Regions from separate parts of the Rattus norvegicus genome. Here region 1 is linked to region 2. Evidence: chromatin contacts called from public Hi-C data. All regions are on one chromosome and are shown on one strand. The core of a region is the stretch at or near the end of the contact, and the rest is flanking DNA. Distances in the headings are between cores, read along the strand shown. Region 1 has its middle 270 kb from the start of Nr2f1. Region 2 has its middle 3.9 kb from the start of Nr2f1.

The links. A called contact is a pair of places that touch in the nucleus more often than the background predicts.
Region 1: a contact with region 2 is called in a Hi-C map of frontal cortex, with 4 times the contacts expected there. The contact joins two enhancer-like sites. A contact is called at or near these places in 1 of 12 Hi-C or Micro-C datasets (frontal cortex) and 1 of 1 datasets of contacts at active chromatin or transcription factors (oligodendrocytes).

What each region holds. Positions count from the first base shown.
Region 1 is chr2:10,056,405-10,060,359 of GRCr8, reverse strand. No RefSeq gene overlaps it. Among named protein-coding and RNA genes, the nearest start is that of Nr2f1, 270 kb to the right of the region's middle. Within about 2 kb of position 2,634, at least 34 of the 93 cell types and tissues checked have an H3K27ac peak or open chromatin away from gene starts, as enhancers often do.
Region 2 is chr2:9,787,829-9,791,748 of GRCr8, reverse strand. No RefSeq gene overlaps it. Among named protein-coding and RNA genes, the nearest start is that of Nr2f1, 3.9 kb to the right of the region's middle. Within about 2 kb of position 1,453, at least 51 of the 93 cell types and tissues checked have an H3K27ac peak or open chromatin away from gene starts, as enhancers often do.

The DNA.
Region 1 (3,955 bases), core at 1,385-3,884, 270 kb before region 2:
GCTCTGTCTCCCTCACCAATCTAAGGAGCCTCACAGGGGTGAAGGAAGGGAGAGCAGTGACCTCAAACTATACTAGACAAGAATTGCCTGGAATTGGTTCTTCGGCAACAATCAGAATATAAAATTGTCAACCCATAACAACAAGTGGACAAGTTTAAATGTTCTATTCCTCAATTAGAGAAAATTAACCTAATCAGATGCCACATTAAGGATTATACCCATAGTGAATCAGCAATCATAATCAAAAGTCCATTTCAAATCTGTTTTGGTGTGTGATGAAATGATTTAATCCAGCCAGTCTGCCTGATCCTTTCCATGGCGCTGTATAAATGAACACATCATGTGATCATGTGAACATTCCTGGCTGTTAAACAGGGGTGACTCTGCTGCTCTTGGTGCACCTTCTTTCTAATTCAGATATGTGTACCCTGACTGGAAAAGTACACAGGATGGGACAGCCCATCAAGCACTTGTCTGAAGCCCTGGTCCGATTGATCCCACCACTGGATGTCTGTAAGTCTCTGTGACACAGGCTGTGAATATTCTGAATTAATCGTGTGCACCTTTGGAGTGGGGTGCTTTTAGAATTCAAAATCCTACCACTTTGTCTTGAAAAAATCCTCTCGGCAAAGAAGAAACAGGCCTGGGGCACCACCAAAGCACTACAGATGAAGGGCTTCTTTCTTTCAGGCCTGAGGCACTGAGGCAAAGGATGGAGTGAGGTCATTTCAAGTCAGCCAGGACTCTCAATAGGTGTTTGGCTTCCTGGTGTTAAGCAGTGCAGGGTTTACTTGGTCAGTTTGCTAAGGAGCGTGAGTAGATTTGCTGCCCAGGACATGTGGAGTGGATTAATCCTTCATAGCCACTTTCTACAAAGTATACATTTTCTACTATGTAGTATACAATATTCCAGCTCTCTAGGATGTCTATAGTTTGATAATCTCCTGCCTTCTTTTCTTTATTGCTTTATCAAGCAGGCATACCAGACTATCACCACAGGACTCAGGCTTTCAGGTTTACTTCCAACTCATTTGGCCAGAGCATTGTGACTACAAGAGTCTGTCGAGTCCTCTTTGGAGAATAATGTTGAATGTCTGGAGTTTTCAAAGTCATGGCAGGAAGAGAAAGTTGCTTCCAGTGAGACAGGACAAACAACCTCTGAGCTCTCACAACCTTTTCCAACCAATGAACTTCTGCTTGTTAATTAAACAGTTCATTAAACACTTGAGTCTTATGTAAGATCACAGAAATTACATTTAGAAGAATCAAATAATATCAGAAATTAACAAAATCAAAAGTGCTATCATGTTCACTGCAGCAAAACATACTACATGAAAGAGACTAAAAATAGATAATACATAAAATAGGATAGATGGAAGACCAGAATGCAACCTACTATTGCTGATGGAGGCCAGGGTAGATGGTAGTTTAATAGAAAAGCTAAAACCCATCTGCTATACAGGCTAAACCACTAAGCCATCTTGATAAGACAGGCAGTGTGGCCCTACTCTAGAGATAATGTGTGACTCAGTGAGAAAGCTCTACTCTGTGGAGAAGTGGTGTGACATTTACTTGAGCTGGCCCAGACAACTTTCTAAATGGGCAAGGTACTCCCTTCCAGGGCAGAGTAAGGGTCAAGGCAACTGAATCCAGGCTGCAAACTGTTAAAGAGTCGCTTTTAATTTCTTACAAGGAGGCCAACAACAATGCAAAACTGACAAATCAAGAGATGGGAGGAGCTGCAGCAAGAGTCTACTGTGTGGGGAGAACCAGTCCTGCCAGGTTCACACTGAGAGTGAGCAGAATCAGCCAAAGGCTATCTGTGTTCATGTCCCGCTGTCAGTTGAGTGACTTCATCGGTAAGACAGAGTGTTGCAAAGGTTTGGTCGAACTTTAAAACGTCAGAAATGTTATGATTTGACATCTCCAAGACATTGTTTAGGTTAGTGCTATGTATATATACATAATGCCTTCTGGATCGTTACTCTCCTGGCTCATTGTGCGTTGGTTTCCATATTTCTTTGTCTCCAGGAACTCCGCAGAATAATTTAATTTTTTTCTAAATAAGAGTGGTTTAAGCTTGACTGGCCCTTTGCACTATTTTGTTCTGGCTACCATTCTACCACATTCTCCAAGTCACAATGCAGCATAAAGTAAAATCCAACGGACCAAATGAATTCGAGGAGAGATTTACGCTCTGAAAATCTGGCTCCGGACTTTTATCTGACAGTGACTAAACTTTCTCACTGGAAATGCGTCTGGGGAAAGTTCCCACTGATGTGTTTCGTTGCCAGAGTTTCAGTGGCCGTGCGGAAGTCCTAGAAAAACGACAAGGCTCCTTCTGCTGAACAGATCTCCCTGAGTTAAAAGAACTTGAAACGCTCCACGCCTTTCAACCGCCCCCGAAGTTAGACGCGTTATCAGATTTTAAAGTTACTCCAAGCCTTCTTGTGGTTCCAAGCTTCTCTGCTCGGCTATCTTCACAGCCGCTGCCCTCTCCTAACAGCTTTTGACGTCATTCGGGCTTTGCAAATTGTGTGCTACAGCCCTTGCTCAGGCTTCCCAGCTGCCATTAAAGTTATACTGCATTTGGTTAAGTGTGGAGGCTGGCACCAGAGAGGATCCATAATGGTGATTATCATGCAAATCAGCCTCCCGCAAGTCAGACTCCTCCTTGGAGGCCTTGCAGCTTGGCTTCCCCCAGTGCCGCCTCATTGTCCCCAGGATAAAACTAACCGCTCGCTCAGCTATTGACTCTGGACGGCTCCGAGTTCTCCTGACAGAGATTAGTGGGCAGCGATGAATCTTTCACTTGTGGTAGAAATATGATTTTATTTAAGAAAATAACCATCCATAATTGGGCTTCTGTCGCTTTAAATTTTAATGGGGAGAGTACTGTGGAGGCTGAGGAACTTTAAATTACGGCTTTCAGAAGCTTCTCACTGAATCTTTCAATTATTCTCTGTAAGTACTTTCTCAAAGCATGTGCCACCATGACATTGATATCACAATTCAAATCTAAATTCAAAACTGACTGCAAGGCTATGAGCTATGTGCTGGCGTGCGGGCTGACTCGTTTTATCTCTGAACATCTGACGAGGCGAATCAAGAAGAGCTCTCTCAGAGCCCAGCCAGCTGTTTGCCAAATATTCAAATACCCTGGCATGCACAAGAGCCTTTCAGATTTCCCCACATCAAAATTAACGACGACCCCCTATTTCCCCATTAGTTTCTGGCTCACCTCCAACCTTTCTCGCAGGCCCGCCTGCCTCACTCTGCTAAGTGCTGCTCGATGCTTGCTCACCTCTAGGTTCCTGGCTCCAGTGTGGACCCAGTGTGTGCTGCAGGATGTCAGCAGTTCAGACAAAACCACCCGCAGCAGTTTTCAAGCCTGTATTTCCTTGAAGTAGATCTAAAAGGGTGGCTGGACTGATATTTGCTGCAGTCTGAGTGTAGAAACAGAGTGCATGGCTCTCCTTAAACTGCATTGTTAAGCTGGAGCAGAAAATGGACCTGGAAAGACCATAGCGAGGGCATTGGGAACAGCTTTTCTTTCTTCTTCTTCGCTGTTTTAACGTCATTGTTACAAACCTATTTTCTTTCATCGTTTTAATATCTGCATGTTAAAGCAAGCCAACAAAATGAATCCATTTAATTATTTATAGTTCTAACTGTAGGCTTTCAATTATTTCAAAATGTGTCCTTGACCTCAGCCTATGTCATTCCATGTTTACAACAACTAAATCCAGCTGCTCTCATGAGCACAAGGAAAGACACTCCATCTCCTCCCTCACATGTTAAAGGTCCTAAAGCAATTTTCCTCAGCAAGTCTCCCGGGGACAGCTAAGAGGAGGCTGCGGACTTCAAAGTATACTGCTCATGGGGAATTTAAGGCAGAAACGGACCAAGGACCAAGGTGCCATTGACACAGGACAACAGCCTCACCCCTATGGCT
Region 2 (3,920 bases), core at 204-2,703:
CTTCCCCCAAGGCTCTACCTAACCCTGGGGAAAGCAGAACCCCATCTGCCTTCTCTCCACCTGCACTGGCAAGACTAAGTCTGGTCCAGTAACCACTTCCAAACTCAATTTAACTTTCCCAGGCCTCTGGTTGGTGTGGAGCCAACAGAGTGGATAGGGAGAAGGAAGAAATCCGGAAAGGAGAACATAAGAGGAAAGGGTGCGAATTGCAACTGCTTTTTCTATTTCAGCAGCTGAGTGTGTGTGTAATTTCACAGTTTGAGAGCTCTGGTGCCCTTGAAAAAATCCTAGCGTTTTCTCTTTGGTGACCTATCCAACAACAGATATTAGGACAAGTTCAGCTGGTGTCAAACCACGACTTTAAGAAACAAAGGCTTCCCGAGACTTGAGCTGACCTCTGGACTCCTAGGGAAGCCATTTTGGTAGTGACAGTACTGTGAACGCATGTGAGTGTGCAATTGCTCTAAGGAGCACAGAATCCCAGGAAATAAGTCCTAAATAGACCGAGTCCCATAGGTGGGTAAGGCTCTCTTCAAAAAGTCTCTCCTTCATGCTACCCCCATCACAAGAGACTGGGGCACTTGCCTCAAAAGAGCACAACCAGTTGCCTTTCAGAAAGCCAGAGGCTTCCCCTGCTGCGGGCAGCACCAACAACGTCCCATCCCTGCTCCTAGAGCTAAGACGGAGAATTGCAATTTTTTCCAGAGAAGCCTGCAGCTTCGCCCAAGGCCTGGAGAGGCCGACTTCCTCCGCTCTGGGGGGTCAATCTAAGTCCCAGAGGCCTTTTTGCAAGTTTTGAAGCTTGGGGCGGGGTAGGAACGCTAGGAGAGGACACAGTGAAGATGGGTGGGCGCCATCTCTCCCGCTGAGTCTCGGCTGGCCCTGCAGCTTTGTTGCAGGACTTGACCCCCGACTAGCCCTTCTAGGCAGGGCTGTCTCATTCAAGAGCCCACCCAGCCCCCGGCGCGGTCCCCGATGTCCGTTCCCCACCCCCACCCACTCCTAGCGAGCCCGCCCTTCGCGCCCTCTGACGCAAACGTGCGCCCCTGCCCGGCGCAAGGGAGGTTGGGGGGATGAGGGGGGGCGTTAGCGCTCCTGTTGGTTCTAATTGAAGCTCTTCCTTTCACACAGACAACCTCGGTTCCCACTCCTGGGAGGGGACCCCCTCCCCGCCCCCAGACCGCCTAGCCTAGCGAGTGGAATCTGGCTCTACTACCTCGCAGCTCTCCGCGGCCACCGAGGGTTCTATGCTTGGAAGAACCGCTGATGTCCCTTTTAATCCGCTGACACTATCGCCCACATCAAACGGGCAGCCATCGATTGCCTGCCTTTACGCGCGGCGACCTCGGGCCGGGCGACTGAGCGCAGCTCACGAGGTCCTGTCTGCCGCGCGCCGCGCCTAGGCACAGGTGCTCAGTCCAGCGGGCTCCACCGCATCTCCCGCTCCGCCAGCTGCGGACTGGCCGCGCCGATGCTAAACTTGATACAATCTCGGGTCCCCTGCCCACGTAGTTTTCCCGCTCCCGGTGGGGGAAGTTAGTGACAGGGCCTGTTTTGGGTTTGGACTGATGGACTGGCAGGGATCCTCACCTCCAAGGAGGTGCTGCAGCAAGGATGGGCGATGGTCGGTCCGGACTAGGCCTGAACCAAAGTTTTCCGGGTTCCACCTGGGCGGCCTTGACTGAATTTCTAGGCTGCCGAGGCCGAGTAAGAATTGTCCTTCTGCCTGGCCACGTTATCGAAGGCTACAGACCCCAAGTTCCAAAGAAACGATTATCTTTGCGTTACTTGCCTGGTACGGCAGGGCTTGGCCGAGTCTCGCTTCTGATGCCCACCGTGTACAATCCAGAGTCCGAGAGAGACTAGGCGAGCAGACCCCGCACCCAGCAGGCCTCCGTTCCCGGACCCTTGCTTTTGGCTTCCTCTTCCCTCCCCCAGCTTCCCTTTCTTTGCTGCCTTCCGCTGCTCACTACTCCCTGTCTCTGATTGTTTGGGGAGTAAATTTTAGAATTTCTATATAAACAGCGCGCGCGCGCGCGCGCTCTCCCTCTTCCTTCCTTCCTTTCTGTCTTTCTTTTTAAAAAAAAAATATCGTTTTCACCTTTAAACGAACCGGAAGACTTGGTCACGAATATTAGAGTTGAGAGGCTAAGGCCAGGAGCCCCTGTCACCCCACGTCCCGCCTCTCCATCGTACAATGGGCCGCAGCAAGCAGAATGCAGTCTCCATTATTCCAAATGGAAGGGCTGTGGGGCATACATAAGAAAGTCTTTATTTTGCTCTTTAAAAAAAAATGATCATTGGCCACTAAGTGGTTAGTCCCAGAGACCAAGAAGCGCAAAGCCTGCTCCAAACACTCTGCGCTTTCTAAAGCTCTCACTGGTGAGATGTAAAGTGGGAACCAGTATTAAAAGCCAAACCCTACCTCTTTCGATACAGCTTGGACATTTACTTCTACCTTTACCTGGGGGCGCTCGGAACGCTTGAGCAGAGACAAACTTTTATGCTCTCCCTAGTCGAGGGCTGGCAAGAGGGATTCCCACTCCGGGTGGTGGCAGCTGCGGCTTTGTCACTCTGCGGCTCCGTGCCTGCCTGAGCCTGCCTAGGGGAGCGATCTTAAAACGAGGGGGTGCGAGTGTGGGATTGGAGAATATGTAACTAATAGAAGTATCGTTTTCCCTAGTATGATCTTTCAAGGAAAAAAAATCCATTGAAAGAATTTTCAAAGTGCTGTCTTCGTTTGCAGAAAAGGAACTGGCTGCCAGTGGGGAGGGGAGGAGGGACTTGGCTGCGTGCCGCCTGGGAGCGGCTCCCGTCCGCTAGGTGGCAGGCGGACCTAGCGATTCCGCAAGCCCTGCGGCGGGACCCGCTCCTCCTGCTTGCCCCTCCTTTTGCGACCAATCACCTTCGGGAATGAGGTCTCAGTCACACACTCTTCAACACACACACACACACACACACACACACACACACACACACACACACACACACACACACACCCCAACCAGTGAGAGACTCAATCCCTTCCTCCTCCTCTTCCCCCTCCTCTCTCTCCTCCCCCTCCTCCTCCTCCCCCTCCTCTTCTCACTTCTTGTCCCCCCCCCCTCCACCCCTCTCCCTCTTTCCTGTCTTCTCCATCGTTTGCTCTTTTCCTGTGACTGACTTGTCGGCACTAACAGCCGCTCCGCGACAATATGAGGAGTTACTAATGCTTTATTAATAATTATTGAAGCATTGTTTGAAGTTGGAGCATCCCAGGGATAAGAATGATGAAGAAGAAAAAACAGGATTGATTGGAAAGTTTATTTAAAATCATCTTTGGGATGAATAGGAGTCATCGATTCGGATCGAATTTGTGGTAGTAGCTGCAATTTCATGCGTGTGCTTTGTCGTAATTACACCTCCGAAACTATGATATACTTCAGATTTTTAAAGGAGGCTTTTCTTAATTATATAAAATGAGCGGGATCCAGACTAGATTCTACTGAATCTGAACTAAGATTCTAAACCAAGTATACTTCACAAATCATTAAAATGGTGGGGTTTCATCGTCATTTATTTTTTCTTAACGTTTTCAGTGACACTCCTTACGCTCGTGAAATCTAATTTTGAAAACTTTTCAGAGGATATACTGTAATTTCTTCTTTCTCCTTCTTGTTTTTTCCCATCGCTACGTGTTCTCTCCCTTCCCCCTCTTTTCTCTCTCTCTCTCTCTCTCTCTCTCTCTCTCTCTCTCTCTCTCTCTCTCTCTGTGTGTGTGTGTGTGTGTGTGTGTGTGTGTGTGTGTGTGTGTGTGTGACCATACACGACCCATACTAATCAGGTCTCAGAGTAAATAGCAGCGCAGGGCGATCTCAATGTAAATTACGCTTGTCAGAAGCACACCCCCCTCCCTCACTTTCTCTCCTCCTCCCCCTCGA